Linked DNA regions of Mus musculus: region 2 is linked to region 1. Evidence: chromatin contacts called from public HiChIP or PLAC-seq data. All regions are on one chromosome and are shown on one strand. Each heading gives the region's core, a stretch centred on a gene start, on an enhancer-like site or on the middle of the called end of the contact. The rest is flanking DNA. Distances are from core to core; before and after follow the strand shown.

What was found. HiChIP or PLAC-seq counts read pairs in DNA pulled down with a chosen protein or histone mark.
Region 2: a CTCF HiChIP or PLAC-seq map of the NIH/3T3 cell line shows a contact between it and region 1, with 5 read pairs. The contact joins two enhancer-like sites.

The regions. Positions count from the first base shown.
Region 1 is chr10:76,729,687-76,737,186 of GRCm38.p6, forward strand. No RefSeq gene overlaps it. Among named protein-coding and RNA genes, the nearest start is that of Col6a1, 7.4 kb to the left of the region's middle. Within about 2 kb of position 3,440, at least 160 of the 459 cell types and tissues checked have an H3K27ac peak or open chromatin away from gene starts, as enhancers often do. A contact at or near this core is called in the NIH/3T3 cell line, where this site is marked.
Region 2 is chr10:77,093,996-77,101,495 of GRCm38.p6, forward strand. It overlaps Col18a1 (collagen, type XVIII, alpha 1), which reads right to left. Exons shown (of 42, transcript NM_009929.3): 3 at 1,996-2,540. Among named protein-coding and RNA genes, the nearest start is that of Slc19a1, 65 kb to the left of the region's middle. Within about 2 kb of position 4,791, at least 61 of the 459 cell types and tissues checked have an H3K27ac peak or open chromatin away from gene starts, as enhancers often do. A contact at or near this core is called in the NIH/3T3 cell line, where this site is marked.

The DNA of each region.
Region 1 (7,500 bases), core at 2,190-4,689:
GCCCTGTGGGTAGCATCTTGGTCACTTCCCTGCCCTCCCATGGCAGCTCAGACATGGATTTGTGCCCTCTATGGGCTCCACCTGACAGAATTCGTTTGAAAAGGGGCCACAAAGGCTGTAAGCTCCCGGGTAGAAAACAAGTGTAGAATAGTGTTCCCTGACCTGTTTATGTCAGTTTATGTCACTGTCAAGAGGGACTGGCTGTGTGCTACACACAGACTCCAAGGGCTGCCTATTCATAGATGAAGAGACAAGGGGTGCTACACACCTGGCACACAAGCGGCGCTACTGCTTGCTGTTTTTACATGGCCCCGGCAGTTCCCGATGCCTCTATAATTGGAGAAGGAGTCTGTTCATCCCCCGGGGAAGGTCGGAAGTAGAGTGATCTGGGATTTTCCAGACACACAAAAAGGCCACATGCCTTCAGAGAGTGCGGTGACAGAGAGCCCAGTGGGACAGGCGCGGAATCCAAAGGATGGGGTGGCCCAGTGTTCGAAGAACCCACTTTGGGGGTTTTGGGGTTTCCGGAATGTCTTCAGCCTTTCCCAGGGTGTAGCCTCTGGAGAGCTTCCTTTATTGCCGACACCAAAGACCCAAACCCTCTTCACTTCTTTTGCAGATTTGCTGAACAAAGACGGGGCTGTTCTCTTTAGTGCCTCAACTGTCTAGTGAACTTTCCTCCCAACTTAGAACATGATTCATCAAAGAAAATAATGTTTTCCATGAGCTGCACTCTGTTTCCATGGCGCCGAGCTGTGGATGTTGGAACCAGCAGGGGTGCCTGGCAGCCATACGGGCCCCACCCACAGGCCCCACACAGGGGACTCCCCTGTTCCCCTGTTCTGTGCCTCAGCATGGATGGCAATTCTCCTCCATTCTAGGGAGCCCACATCCCTGGAGCACTGGTGCACAGGGCCCTATGGTCTAACTGGGGCCAGGCTGGGCTACATGTCTGAGGTACATCATGGACAGAGTAGCTCCTGTCTCTCAGCTCCAGTTTACCGAATGCCAAGTGAGTCACCTGGGCAGGGATCGTTCATGGTGAGACTCACTTCTCGGGCAGGGCAGTGCTGGGTGTCTGCGTTTCCAGAGCCACTGATCCGAGAGATGTAAACGTCCCACCAGGGATGACCATCGTTTGAGCTGTGGGCCCTCAGCGACTGCTTGGTACCAGTTGACAAAGAACCTCTCACTGGTAACCAGACAGGAAGGGCAGTGCTCTTGGTGAGAGCTTCACAATAATATGTGGAGGGGACATCAATTTGCTCATGATGAGAGGATTAAACCAAGCCCTCCGCATGGCAGGTTGGGGACAATATACAAAGCTGTTAGCCCCATCACTGTCACCAAACAACATTGTCCCTCTCAGGGGATGCTTGTGAGCAGGGTAACTTGGTAGCATCTACCTAAGTGACATACGCATTCACAGCCAAGAATGTCCCCTAGAGATGGGGTGTAAAGTTATATCAGCACATTAGTCTGCATGGGTCCAACAACATTATAACATTATCAACCTCCATCTGTAACACATGGAGGTACAGCAACAGAGGCTGGTGGATAAACCACCAACTGACAATAGCCCTAAGGCCATGAGGCTGAGTTGGGCACGCTCTGGAGTATAGCGTGGTACCAGGATCCCAAAGGGGATACAGAATGGAAAGTTTTGGGGTCCCACTATAGAGTGAGCTAGGTGGGTCCTGTTTTGCACAGGGGTGGTCTCTCATTATGGGGCAGACAGGCAGCTCACTATTATAGGCTGTGCCTGTAATGCCCCCGACTAATTGTTTTGTGAAGGCGGATCCCTCCACTGGTCCCCCACCACCCTCCCTACTCAGCGACTCCAGCTGACGATGTGGCTCCCTGGCTGCATATTAACCTAATTTATTTTTTGTTCTCTTGTCTGAAAACTTGAGAATTTTATTTTCTGGTGAGAAGTGGACATGGGAGCTCTGGTCGCGTGCCGTCCTTTGAAAGAGACACTACAAAGCTGAAAAAAATGAGTTGTGTGCACGATACCCAGAGAGACCAGCGAGGCAGAGCCAAGCAGCCAGTGAGTGGGTAACCCCAGGCCTCCCTGCTCTTCGAGGCTTGGCTGGGAGGCTCAAGGACACCATGACACAGACGCTGGCAACTTGGCCTGAGGGGCTCCAAGGCTGTTTGGAGTTGGCCCAACACCCACAAATCTGAGGCTGGATATTCTGAGAACCCTAGCTAGCAGTGGAGCCAGAAAATTCACATAGCTCTAACTCTTTCCTCTTCTCCGGAGGAAGGGGCGATTTCCCCCCAGAAAAGCAGCTGACCCACGCCGCAGGCTGCAACACATGGGTGTCCCCACGGATCCCCGTGGAAATCTTGTCTCGAGTCTCACTGCCAAAGCCTCGTCCTGGGAGCGTGACCCTGACTCCCGAGGACAAGCAGAAGCTTCCCCAGGGGCAGAAGCAGGAAGCAGACAGACACTTTAGCAGGACACTCTACGCCAGCTGGAGCCACGGCTTAAGCACAGACAAAAGCATTTGGAGAACGGGCATCTTTGGAGCTGTAGGCAGAGGTTTCTGCTCTAATCTGCTTCTCTTACATACACCCCTAAACCCCGGTCCTCACCGCCCAATCTATATAGAGCCTCTGCACGCTGGTCCTTTCTATGGAGGTAGAGGGACCCAAGGGATGCACAGATAGCTGGGGCAGCTGCACAGGTCACCAGAGAGTGCCATAATCATTCTGTGCTTGCTGCTGGTGGTCTCTAGACGAGAAGCCAGTGGGCAGAACGAGTCATATCTCCTTTTCCGCCCCAAGATCCCTTGCAACCTTTTGGTTCCATCAGCTAAGTTTCTAACAGCTCCCCCCGCCCCATACACACACAAGTGCACAATGACTCCCTTCTCTCCGGGAGCTGTGAACCTGACCTTGGGGAGGTAAAGGGCTCTGAAAAGTGGGTACCCTTGACCCTGGGGATAGTTGAGAAATGGCTACATGCAAAGCAGGGATTGAGTACCATGAATAGCAGGCCCATGCTGAGCACAGAGTTATCCACTGAGCCTGCTGAGGGCTGCAGCGCCCCAGGAACACTTTACACAAGGGTCCTTGGGCTCTTATCCTTTCTCAAGGGACCCTCTCCATCGAATTGCCAGCTAGCATGGCTGGCTGTGAACACAGTGACTGGGGGCTCTGGTTCTGGACGGGTTAAACTTTCCTATTACCTCATACTGGCCTCCTGCCTGTAGAGAGAGAGAGAGAGCAACATCTGGCAGAGGTATTTCTCCAGCAGAGCTTGGGCCTCTGGAGGAGCAGCCTGGCTCCTTACCAGAGGCCAGCTGCAGGCTTAGGCGGAACTCAAGGGAGGGGGCTTCCCGGGAAAGGATAGCCACAGTGGTGCCGCACCACCTGGGTCCCCGAAGCCCACCCTCAAGGGCCTGGAGATGACAGCCAAGCATTCCTGTGAACAAGAGTCACTTCCTGTCCTGCTAACCCTGGGAAGATGCTGGAGCTGCGGTGTGGAGGGCTGGGCTAAGCATTACCCCAGACGTTTTGAGGGGCTAATAGGGTTTCAAAATGAGATCTACTACGAGCCCAGGACCGTGTTGGAGACCACCAGGTCTGGGGTATGCCCTCCTTGTCTTTATCCCCCAACAGCCACAAAAGCAGATCCTGCCCCTCCCACCCCCAACCAGAGTCTGTAAGTGATATTCTGGGGATCAGACTGCTGATCAACATGCAAAATTGCTGCCTTTCTCAGCCAGAGGTGGCGCTGGGGAGCTGGGGAGCCGCACCAGGCATGCGTCCTGTCTCTGCAGAGCCCCTGGCACTTGGAGTGTGGGTTCCACTGTATAAGCCTCGCGCTGAACTGTGATTGATATTTCCCAGCTGCTGCCAAGACTCTTCGTGGAAAACTGCTATAGCCTGACCGCCTGAGTTCTAGCGAAGACAAGCCTAGTCAGAGAAGACTTCCTCACCCCACCCTGCTGTGCGCAGGAGAGAACAGGACACTCCCTGCTCTCTGCAGGGAGCCAAGCAGGGGACTCCAGGCCCAGTTCACTCTTCACCTCAGGTAGCCAAGGATTGTCACAGCGGAACAGCAATATATGCAAGGGGTTGCTAAGACCCTTGGTCTCTTCTCAGCCACACTGGGGCTTGGAGACTCTCCAGCCTGCTGCTTCAGGGTGGCCTGGCTGGCAGCCTTGTCCTCTCACCCTGCCTGGCCTCATCCCCCAACCATGGAAGCCCCTCATCCTTGGTACTCTCTGAAGATGTCGAGGAGACCGAGGGACCCAAGATCAGCCAGGGCAGCAAGACAGGCTGCATGCAAGAGGTGGTCAGGGGTCTTTTCTAGCCTCTGTGCTCTAGGCTGGGGACATAAGAACCAGGGACATTCAGATCTGGGCTGGTTCCTGCTCTGTCATCTACCAGTTCTGTGACCTAAGGCCAGAGAAACAAGCCAACATTGTGTTGCCACATCTTCAGGAGATACCCCTCTTAGTATTGGTTAGTGAGAGTTTATGATGGGCTATTAATGGCAGTGTCGGAGTAAGACAGTCTCAATTCCTTATCAGGAGGCCACCATCAACAGGTCCCATGTAGACTCTGTCCAGATGTGCTAGAATAGTGATTCTTAGCCTTCCTAATGCTGTGATGATTTAATATAGCTCTCCATGTCGTGCTGACCCCCGACTATAAAATTATTTCATTACTGCTATTGTTAAGAAGCCGGGCAGTGGTGGCACACACCTATAATCCCAGCACTTGGGAGGCAGAGACAGGTGGATTTCTGAGTTCGAGGCCAGCCTGGTATACAGAGTGAGTTCCAGGACAGCCAAGGCTATACAGAGGAACCCTGTCTTGAAAAAAACAAACAAACAAAAAAGAATCGTAATGTAAATATCTGATATGCAGGATATCTGGTATGTGACCCCTGTGAAAGGGTCGTTGAACACCCCACCCCAAAGGGATCTTGATCCACCGGTTGAGAATCACCATTCTAGGAGGTACCCTAGGACCTTCTATCTGGCATCTGATTCCATAGCCCCGGCTTCTCTAAGGAGGCCTCTTGGCAGTCAGATGTGCACCCTGGGTCACATCTGGGGTTCCTAGGAACGGCTACAAGCCTGCATGATTTTTCTGATCTATCAAACTCTGGAGCAAGAGATGTCTCTCGCTGTTCTGTGGAAAAGGGCCTCGTTCTTGCTCAATGATCTCCAGAGATTGAGGGGCCATTCAAGCACTTCCATGCAGGGGTTAACTTTAAAGAGAAAAAGTATTGTTGACAGTCAAAAGCCAATAAAATCAAGACCCACAAGAGTGAGAGGTAATTAAGCCTGTTCAGTGCCTGTCTAGGATCCCTGGGCTTCAGGTGACTGACTCAGATATCTTCTTCCCTTGTTGGCAAAACTCCCCCAAATCAGCACTAGGACTTGGGGTACACATGTGCCCTGGGTTATTTATGCCAGTTTCTTCCCCAGCACACACCGGAAATCTCACGTTCTGGTGGTTAGTGATTAAGGCCCAGAGAGGCTCTCAGGGGCCAATATGCTGGGCTTGAGCGCCCTCTGCTGTCCATCTGGGCACTTTGCTGGATGTTCACAGACAGAGACAGAGCGGCTGTGGAATGGTAGTCATCATTGCCTACCTCAGGCTTGCTTGAATAGATTGAGTCTAGGAAGCATTGAAGTCAATGAAGCCTCTGGGGAGATTCCATTTTCAGCCTTCCTGAGGCACAGTGTGCCCTGTCTCAACAAAGGTACAGGAAACTATCCTACCAGAGGCTGGCCCCTGTCACTTGGTAGGCCCAGTCCCAGATACAGAACAAGTGAGCAGCCTCAACTCTGTGACTAGCCCAGCTGCTTCCCACCTCTGCTTGCCTGTTTCAGAAGTTTCTAACCTTCCTGAAGCCAGAGCTCTCTGTAAAGAGGGGAAGGCTAACCCTAGGATATCTTAGGCCTAGGTATCCCAGAGCCTGGCACCATAACCCTGTGCCGTAAGAGTGTTTTCTAGGATCTTCATGTATATCTAGACATCAGTAGGACTCCCCATGGTAACTCCTAGCCTCAGAATTAGAGTCACAACCAAGGGGAAGGATCTGGGTTAGGGTTGAGATTAGGTTAGGGTCAGTTCCAATGAGCAACTTGTTCCTATCAGAGACCCCACATGACATAAACTACCACTAAGCATACTCCCACGTTCAGTTCCAGGGGCCAAGTCAGTGAAAGGTGTCCAATACTTCTTAGAGGGTCCCCCAAAAGGTGAGGGCAACTCCTTCAATCTTCCTCCTTGAAGGCAAATGTCTAGTGCCTCAATAAGGTGATCAATGCTTCAGGGACACAGGTTAGGACCTGTCCTTGCCCCTTGTCTGCCCACCTGGTTCTGAGATTCCAGAGAGTAGAGGTCAGCAGGTGGAAACGTAGGCAGGTCAGGCCCTGGGCAGCAGTGGCTATGAGTTCTTTGAGGATTTCCTGAGCAGCAGTTGGGATGGGAGACTCAGCACTCAAAGCAGGCTTGGCAACGCTTGGCTTCTGGTTGTACGCTGGTTCCTGGAGGATGAAGGTTAATAGGGCCTGGATCCCGACTGCCATTCTCCCCAATTAGACAGCCAAAGATCACCGGAGTCAGGACGCCTGACGTCATGGCAACCCTCGACACTCGCCACTGCTGTTACCATTTGTGTGTGTGTGTGTGTGTGTGTGTGTGTGTGTGTGTGTGTGTGTGTGAAATCACAGCAGCTGGAGGTAGAGAAAGCTACCCTGGAACCCAGGTCCAGGAGTCATGTGCTCAGGAATAGAGAGAAGCTGAGGTTCTGACAAACGAAATTCCACTGATAGAAGTAGTGGCACTCTGGGAAGAGGCTGGACACCCAACACGTAGACTGTCTCAGATATCAATAACTTCCTGAATTCTACTATATTATCCATGACCTTACAACCTTAACGGGATTGTGTCCACCATTAATACTCTCTGAATTCTGTTCATTGCCAGATGCTTATTCTTGTTAGCAGCAGTGCTGCCATTGTCGTAATTTCTGTATATTTTTATTGGTTCGGGTTTGTAGTATTATAATGGAGTGGTGTTATATACTTTCCAGTTCTAATCCTCTTAATTTCACTTTCCGATCTAATCCCATTGGCTAGAACCTCCAGCAACGCTAGGAATCCAGAATGCTAGGAAAAAACCCAAAGGGAGCCGTGTCCCACTCTTGGAAGCTTGCACCTGCACTCTGGGGGAGTCTGACCTCACGGAGGCCTGGAAGGCAACATCACCCGGGGCAGCCACAGCTGCGACTGATGGGGGCGTGATTGTGGTGACAAGTCCCCTTGAGTCATGAAACTGGATGCACATTGTCATCCATGCTCCAAAGCTCTCTGAAATCAAACTGAGAAATCTTCAAGCTCTCCTAAAAGCAGGGTGTGCTCCTACCCACGTGTACTGCAGTGATCTGAATGGAAGACTAACAGGCTCAGTCTATTACCCAATCTACATAACATAACCATAGGCTGCCAACTGTCTTACCAATGG
Region 2 (7,500 bases), core at 3,541-6,040, 370 kb after region 1:
CCTAGCTCTCCATCCATCTGGCTCCCACTGGCTCCCTGGCTCCCTAGTTCCCTGACTCCCAAAAGCTCTGGGCTAGCTTCTGTCAAGTCATGAATCACACACACAGCTAGGTGACTCTTCCCCAAAGAGCTCAGCACCAAGTCTGCAAACATCTTGTGCTAGATCCAACTGTCTTCTATTTCTCCTTCAGCACATTTTCCTCTCTCAAGCCAGCATCTGATTTGAATCTGTGCAAAAGATCCTGAGACCTAGCCCGCAGGAGCAGGCAGGGTCAGACTGCTGAGGTCGGATGGGGAGAAAGCCTATGATCTTCATAGAATGTGCTCAGCGGCCTCCCTCCTTCTAAAGGATTTTCACATCAAAGATTGTGGGTGTTTTCTCTAGACCCAAATTAGCCAAAGAAACACGTTAAATGCCCCAGTGCTACTGTTGTTTATAAGTAAAAATGAAAATGGTAGGCTAGGAAATAAAATGTGTGCATACACTACCAGGGATAAGTGTCTTTCAAATATAAAGAGTCTGTATAAACCAGTAAGAAATGGCTGAACTCCCCCAACAAAAAACCAAAGCAACAACAACAACCCACTAAGGAGATTTAAAAAAAAAGTGGGGGGTGCATTCACAAACACACCAAAAAATGAAAATGCCCATACGTTTGGTCTACATATCCAGCATGTAAGCCTAGCAGGACCCAGTTTGAGATGAGGCGGCCTCACGCAGCGGGGCTGTGTCTCTCCATCAGCACCAGTGGGTGTGAGGCTCTGCCCTCTGCAGCCTCAGGCTCACTGTTCCTCACCCAGCTCTGCTGCTGAAGCAGGAGACGCACAGAGCCTGTGGGATCTGCCATCCCCTTAGGAAACGATGGAAACGACAGTACGGCACAAATGTCCCACTCTGGAAATGATGACGCTCATTTCTGGTAATCGTGTTTGAAGATCAGAAGGGAAACACAAAGAGGCCCAGTTTGATGCCAAAGTCCTGGTAGCTTTTCTTTTGAACCCCGTGGGTTAAAAGTTCCTACCAGAGGGCAGAAGGTCATCTTTGAGAGCTATGGACATGGGACTTAGCACAACTTACAACAGGAGGTCCTTGTCTGGGTCACAATGGAGCATCTGTCCCCCAGGGACACGTCCTTCCTTACACACACAGGGACTCCTGTCTGGGTTGGGCAGGGGCGCCCCAGCTGCTGACTGCTGGTGTATTGAATTCAGGAGTCATGAGACAGTGCCAGCTTAGGGTCCCCAAGCACTTGTTCCCAGGAGGCTGGGATCCCAGCTGGGATGGCAAGGAGGAGTAGGAGGTCCCCGAAGTGAGGGACTTTCCTGCAGCACCTGGGAGAGCACCACAGGCCTGTCACAAAGTCTTCATTAAAATAACAGACCTAAGCAGAGCTGCTGTGCGACATCCCTGTCCCCATGGCCAGCAGGGTGCTCCTTTAACTGTGTGTGCAGTCCAAGAAAGACCCTACTCTGGCTAGCTTTAAATGAGTAAATTTTCCTTGTTGTTTTGAAACAGGATAGTCCAAATGGACCTGGAACTCTAGGTCTTTCTCCCTGCCCAGATGTATATCTCCATGCCTGTCTTGCTAACTTTTTCATACGATGTCTGAGTGGCCATTTTCCAGAAGGAATAACTGAGCCCTCCTGACTAAACCCCACATTCTCCTCATCTTACGTTTGGTGCCTCCAGCTTTCCAAAGAAAGCTTCATGCCTGAGAAGGTGGTCTGGATCAACTCAGAATGGGAGCCTGGGTAGAAACAGCCTCTAGCAGCTCTCTTATACAACCTGGGGTCTCAGAGAATTCACACAAGCCCACTGTGATGTTTCAAGTCATCAAACAACAGAAGTTGGGGAGCAGATGCCACTCCACCCACAAACTGGGAAGTCTGGGCTGTTGCCCACAGGCTTCAGCATCAACTGGGGGAACCTGTTTTCTCTAGTCCCCACTGCCCCCTCCTCCCCTGGATCAGCATGCAGTAGGGCAGCACAGGTTACCTGGAACTTGTCAGGGTCTGCTGTTCCAGCCTGACCCACAAAGAGGCCAGCGCCACGCTCTAGCTCCAGTCCCTGCGAGGCCCGAGCAAATGGCACCCTCTGGAATTCTTCACAGTCTACGTAGAGAGCCACAGAGCCTCCGTCGACGCTGAGCGCGAAGTGTGTCCACTGCCCAACAAATGCAGGTAGGCGGAAGCTGGCTCCCGTCTGGGTCTGGCTGGCCCCAGGCTCCGTGTAGAGCAATGAGATGTTTTGCTGTCCATCTCGGACCTCTGAGAGCTTCACGCCCAGTGAGACTACCACCTGGGCAGCATCTGTGATGGCAAATAGCACCCCTGCTGCCTCTGTGGCTGGCCGGACATGAAACAGCAGCGAAAAGTCCCGGAAGAAGAGTTTTGGGAAATGATACTGGGCCACCTGGCCACTGTTGGAGTCTGGTCCAAAGATGTAGGCCGGCCCGACGTGAGGGTCATCGATTTGTGAGATCTTCTCAGGTAGGGGGTCTCCAAGGAGCTGCAGCAGCCCCACCTCCTCAGCAACATTCTCTGCAAAGAGAAAGACATCCAGTGAGGTGGCTACACAGGATCAGACCAGAACACAGTGGCATTCTGGGAGACACAGACCATGAAACCACCCCCATGGGCTCACAGGCCAAAGCAATCTCAAGATGGGCGATGGGTGTGAGGAAGCAGGGTGTGGAGTCTCCCACTCTCCAGACCTAGACTCTGTAGGAAAAGCACAGATGTGGAGTAAGACCTCTCTCTACTACAAAGAGAGAGGAGGCAGCACACGCTACTCCCACTCTGGGAGCCAGCTAGGTGATACATCAAACTCAGGAGACTCAAATAGCCAGGCTCCCAAGTTAGCTTTTTCTGGTTTCATTCGATCGTTATGGTTTCAATGCTGATATCAAACCCTCGCTCTGGTTCTCCACAGTTGATGTGTCAGGTGGGATATGTTACAGGGCAGAGAGACAGGACAGTTCTTCCTTGGCCATTTCTGCTCCCCGAAGTTTGCCACCACGCTATGGCACAGAATAGTCACATGAAGGCTTGAGGCAACAGCCCTATACAGACTCTCCCAGATTTCTCACTCTTCTGATGTGCTCCAACGACCCAATTCAATACTCGTCAGTCCTTGCACCATGTTGAGTTAGACACAGCTGTGCAAGGCCGTCCTATCCTTAGGCAAGGGCCATCAGACTCATGGAATACACTCATGTGCCATTAGCATTACAAAGCCTGGGGGGTGTTGCTTTGGGCAGGGGGTAATATTCACAACAAGAGCTCTTTAAGGAAGGGGCTGCTGGAGGAAGGTATACTGGAGTGTGCGCATGCATGCAAAAAAACGCAAAAACACCAGTATCTCAGGCCAGGCTCCCACTGTGGGGCTTGGCTGACCAGGCTCTACAGATTAGGAGGTGGGAAACCCTGAAGCCACAACTTCACAGGATAAGCTGAGTCAACAAGCCCCTTGAAACCAGAAGACAAGAGCAGCCAACTAGGGCATCCATCCCTCAGGGGACAAAGAACAGCTTTGTGTGCCACAGAATCAGCCCAACCTGTTGTGAGGATCTCCTGAAAGCCTCACCCTGCCACGTGCTCCCTAAGCCCTGAATGCTGACCTGACCTGGTGTTTGCTGGGTGTAGAATGGACCCAGATCAGTCCGGGGCATGGCTTGCAAGGACTGAGTGTCTGCAGCCTTTCAGCAGAGAACAGAAAAAACTAAGCAGGCCATCCCTCGGCAATCGTGATCTAACACAATCAGAGCTGTTACAATGTTCCCTTCTGACCAGACACAGCTGTTACAATGTTCCCTAGGACACAGCAGATACTAAAGTTTAGAAAAGTCAACTCCCCGCATGCTGCCTGCCATGCTGGAGACTCGGTTCCTCCTTCTGGACAACAAAAATCCCTGGTGCTCCATTAGCACAGCACACAGGACTCTACAGTTGCTGGCTTCCTGGGCTGGAATGTACCAGTGTGTTACGTGATGACGCCTGAGTCCAAGTCCTTCCATTTCTTCTCCATGGAATTCTTTTTTGGCTCTGTTGAGAGGAGCTGCCAAATGCCAGGACCATAAGATCACCAGCTCTCTTCTCTGGTTACAGCAATGGCGAGCGGGGAAGGGCCTGGGTGCCTATGCCAGGAAACCCATTCCCCTGTAAGAAGCAAAGCCTGTGCCATGCTCTGAGAGGGCTGATGCAGGAGGCTGGCCCCTCTGCATGCTAAGGCCTGTTGAGTCACTCACATGAGCTGAGATCCAAGATGAGCTGAGTCCTACATGGTTAACGCCCACCTTCCCAAAAGTGAGCAGGCATAGTTCTTTCTGAAAGCCTATATTTTAATGCACATGCTTCATATAGAACCAACTGCAGTCAGCATCCCCCCCCCCCCCGAAAAGCACAGCCAAGGCTTGGCTCTGGAGGGACCAGCAGCAAGAACGTCTGGTGCTCCCCAACTGACTGCACCAGGCTCCCGGTGGTACGGGAACCCCTGACAGCCTCCCTCCCTGGACTACAGCCAATCTATTCCCTTCACAGGCAACCTCACCAAGCAGGACCTGGTTTGAGAACATTGAGGGCAAACGGTGCAGCCGTTTGGCAAGGGGTAGCCATCAGCAAGGGCTCAGTAATGGCAAATGTCATGAGAAAAATGACCCTTACCAGGGACTCTGGCAGCCCCAGAGCAAGAAGGCACACTCTCTTACTGAATACCTCTAAGCAGGAGACAACCCTGTCCCTCAGAAGGCTCCTGGCCAATCCTGATATCTGCCTACCCTGGAGAAAGGCTTCCAACTAGGCCAGTATCTATTGGCTTGCTCAGGGACTTCTCTAATGGAATAGAACAAACCTCTCACCCTGTATGACTAGTACTTCTGACATGCAGAGCCCCACAGCTTGCCAACTGGTTCTCCCAGGGATGTAGCCTGGGGACTGTGCATCCATCCCTAGGCCGGCCACTGAGCTTTCCCCCACACACTCCTAGGGCTGCTGTGTGCAGGGCTCAGGCTGGGGCAACCCGTCCTTGCTCTCTCCAGCCTACAATTCCTGTAGAACTCAGGCTGTGGCAGCCCTGCCCCCACAGAGCCTAGGCCTGAGTTCCGCCAGATGTGCATCTAGTGCTCCCAGACCCCAGGTAGATCTCAACTATCAGTGATCTCCTCGTCCAGCCCTAGAGAAGAGCATTTCTGAGATACCCAACTACCAAGCAAGCAACTCCCATGGAACCTTCTAGAGAAACTGGTGTTTAAACCAAACATTTCCCTTGGATCAGAGGGAAATATGGCAGCCCCTCCCTGCTTCTAACTTCTGGGGTCTATTCAGATACAAACACATGCAGCACCTGTGTGGGGTACTCAGTGGTCATCTAGTACATAGCGGCAGAATCCGGGGGACAAGTCCAAGCACCATTGAGGTGGTCTAAACCCCTATGGAAAAGGCTCAAGAACTATTTGAACTAAGCAGTCAGTGTGGAGAGTTTTATTACATCCGCCTAGGCCTGGCTGCGCTGAGCTGTGGGAGATGAGCCACCCCGGACTCGTGGTAGAATGAGGCCTTGGAGGGTAGTTTTGTGAAGCCTTGAATGGAGCCATTTTAAGAGATATTCAGAGTCAGAATCCTCACAGAACTAAGAAACTATGACCAGTCCAGAACAGAGAAAAGGCTAAAAAACAAACAAACAAACAAACAACAAAAACAAAAACATCATCAATAAAAACCATAAAATAAGAGGACAGTTTGAGTTCCGATAGACCTGCACTCTGAATATACTACAAAGTCTCTGGTGGAAGACAGACTTGAGTTGGGCCAGAAGCAAAGAGCAGAGGGAAACACAACAGCCCAACAAAGAAAAGAATCTGGCAAAAACTACCCAGAAAGGCGGAGGGGGTGGTCAGCAGGCAACAGTTTCAAGATGAGCATTGCAGCCATACGAGGATGAACCCTACCAAGTAGAACAAAGTTCAAGTTGAAGCCATCATCCTTTGATCTTTGTCTGAGAGCTGCCCAGCTGGGTACATATGTATCTAGTTATGATGCCCGAGGCACACACAGCAAGGCAGGTGTTTCTTAAGGACCCTCCCTAAGCACTTTTTCTGTTCAACTTGAAAGAGACAAACTCAGAGTGATGAAGGAGCCTTCCAGTGCCTCACAGGTGTTGTGTTCCCTAACGCTACTTTGTAACCCAGTAGCAATTAGAGCATGAACAAGCCCAGGGTAGGAAGACACCTCATCTCCACATTAGAAGAAAAATACTGGGAACAAAATATTCCCAGGAACAGCATTGTACCCTGCCTGAAAGACTAGAACTGATTTGAGCAAGTGAAGACTCGGGTTGACATGCTACCCCACCCCCAATGAAATCCCAAACCCTTACGCGGTCAACGTTATCCAAAGTGGCCTGGGGGGTATTGTCTGACCAAGAGGAGGTGTTCAGATGTGATCCTATTTTGAAGAGGAAGGCCTTGGGTCTCGAGAATGGGACAGCGCCTGGGCAGGGTTATCTCAGGAATCCAGATCAGGACCAACTTAAGGTGCTGGACCAGCGTTTAGTATGCACAGGCAGAAGACCAATGCACCAGAGGGTAAGCAGACTATTTAAAACAATAATCGGGAAACACCTAAAGGTGTAGTGGGCAGAGTGATCCCAGGGTGTTAAAGAAAATGCCAGAAGCATGCAGCCACAGAAAAGAAAGGCAGGGTGGCTCTCTGGGAGACGGGAAATATGTCAAAGGAGTTTTCCTATACAGGCTGAGCCCATTCATGTAAAGTGAGAATCATTTTTTGCTGATCCTGAATGTACACATGTACACAGACCTCAGTGATGAGAATAATGTCTCCAAAGATGTCTATTACAAAGAATGCTATTTTACCCTACATAGGACCACTACAGTGGGTTGTGTATCTTGAGATAAGGATGAGCCAGATGTATTCACACATTCATGAATGCTGTTATTCCAGGCTAGAGGTTTATGCTCCGGTAGGGAGGCTGGGTTGAGGTCCAGAGATGACGACTACAGGAGCTCTTTGCATTCTGGCATCCAGGCAAGCCACTGATATCCACTCTGTGCTAATGGTGTCTTAAGATTTGTCGTTTTGGAAAAACCGATGCTTCAAAGTGAGTTCCTGGAGGACTCTGAAAAGATGGCAGGGCAGAGAGAACCAGGAATGGCCTCTTTGGAACAGACAAGCATGCTACAATGGCCATCAACTATGTAATGCTGGGAATTGGGCATCTATGTAGGACCTGCTCCCTGCTGCCTTCCCTGATACCTGTAAAGGAATCTGAGAGCCTCGCTACTGTGAAACCTCCTTCCTCAGAGAGCTACAAAAAGGGAAACACCCCCCCACCCCCCCCACTCCTGCCTGGAGGGCCTGATTCCCTTTCCAGAGTATTGGTGTTTTTATGCATGTCTGTCCATGGTATCAATAACTCTTCTAACAGACTCCTTAGCCCTAATAATTGGTGTCAATGACCCCCTTCTCTGCACCCCAGAACAAGTCC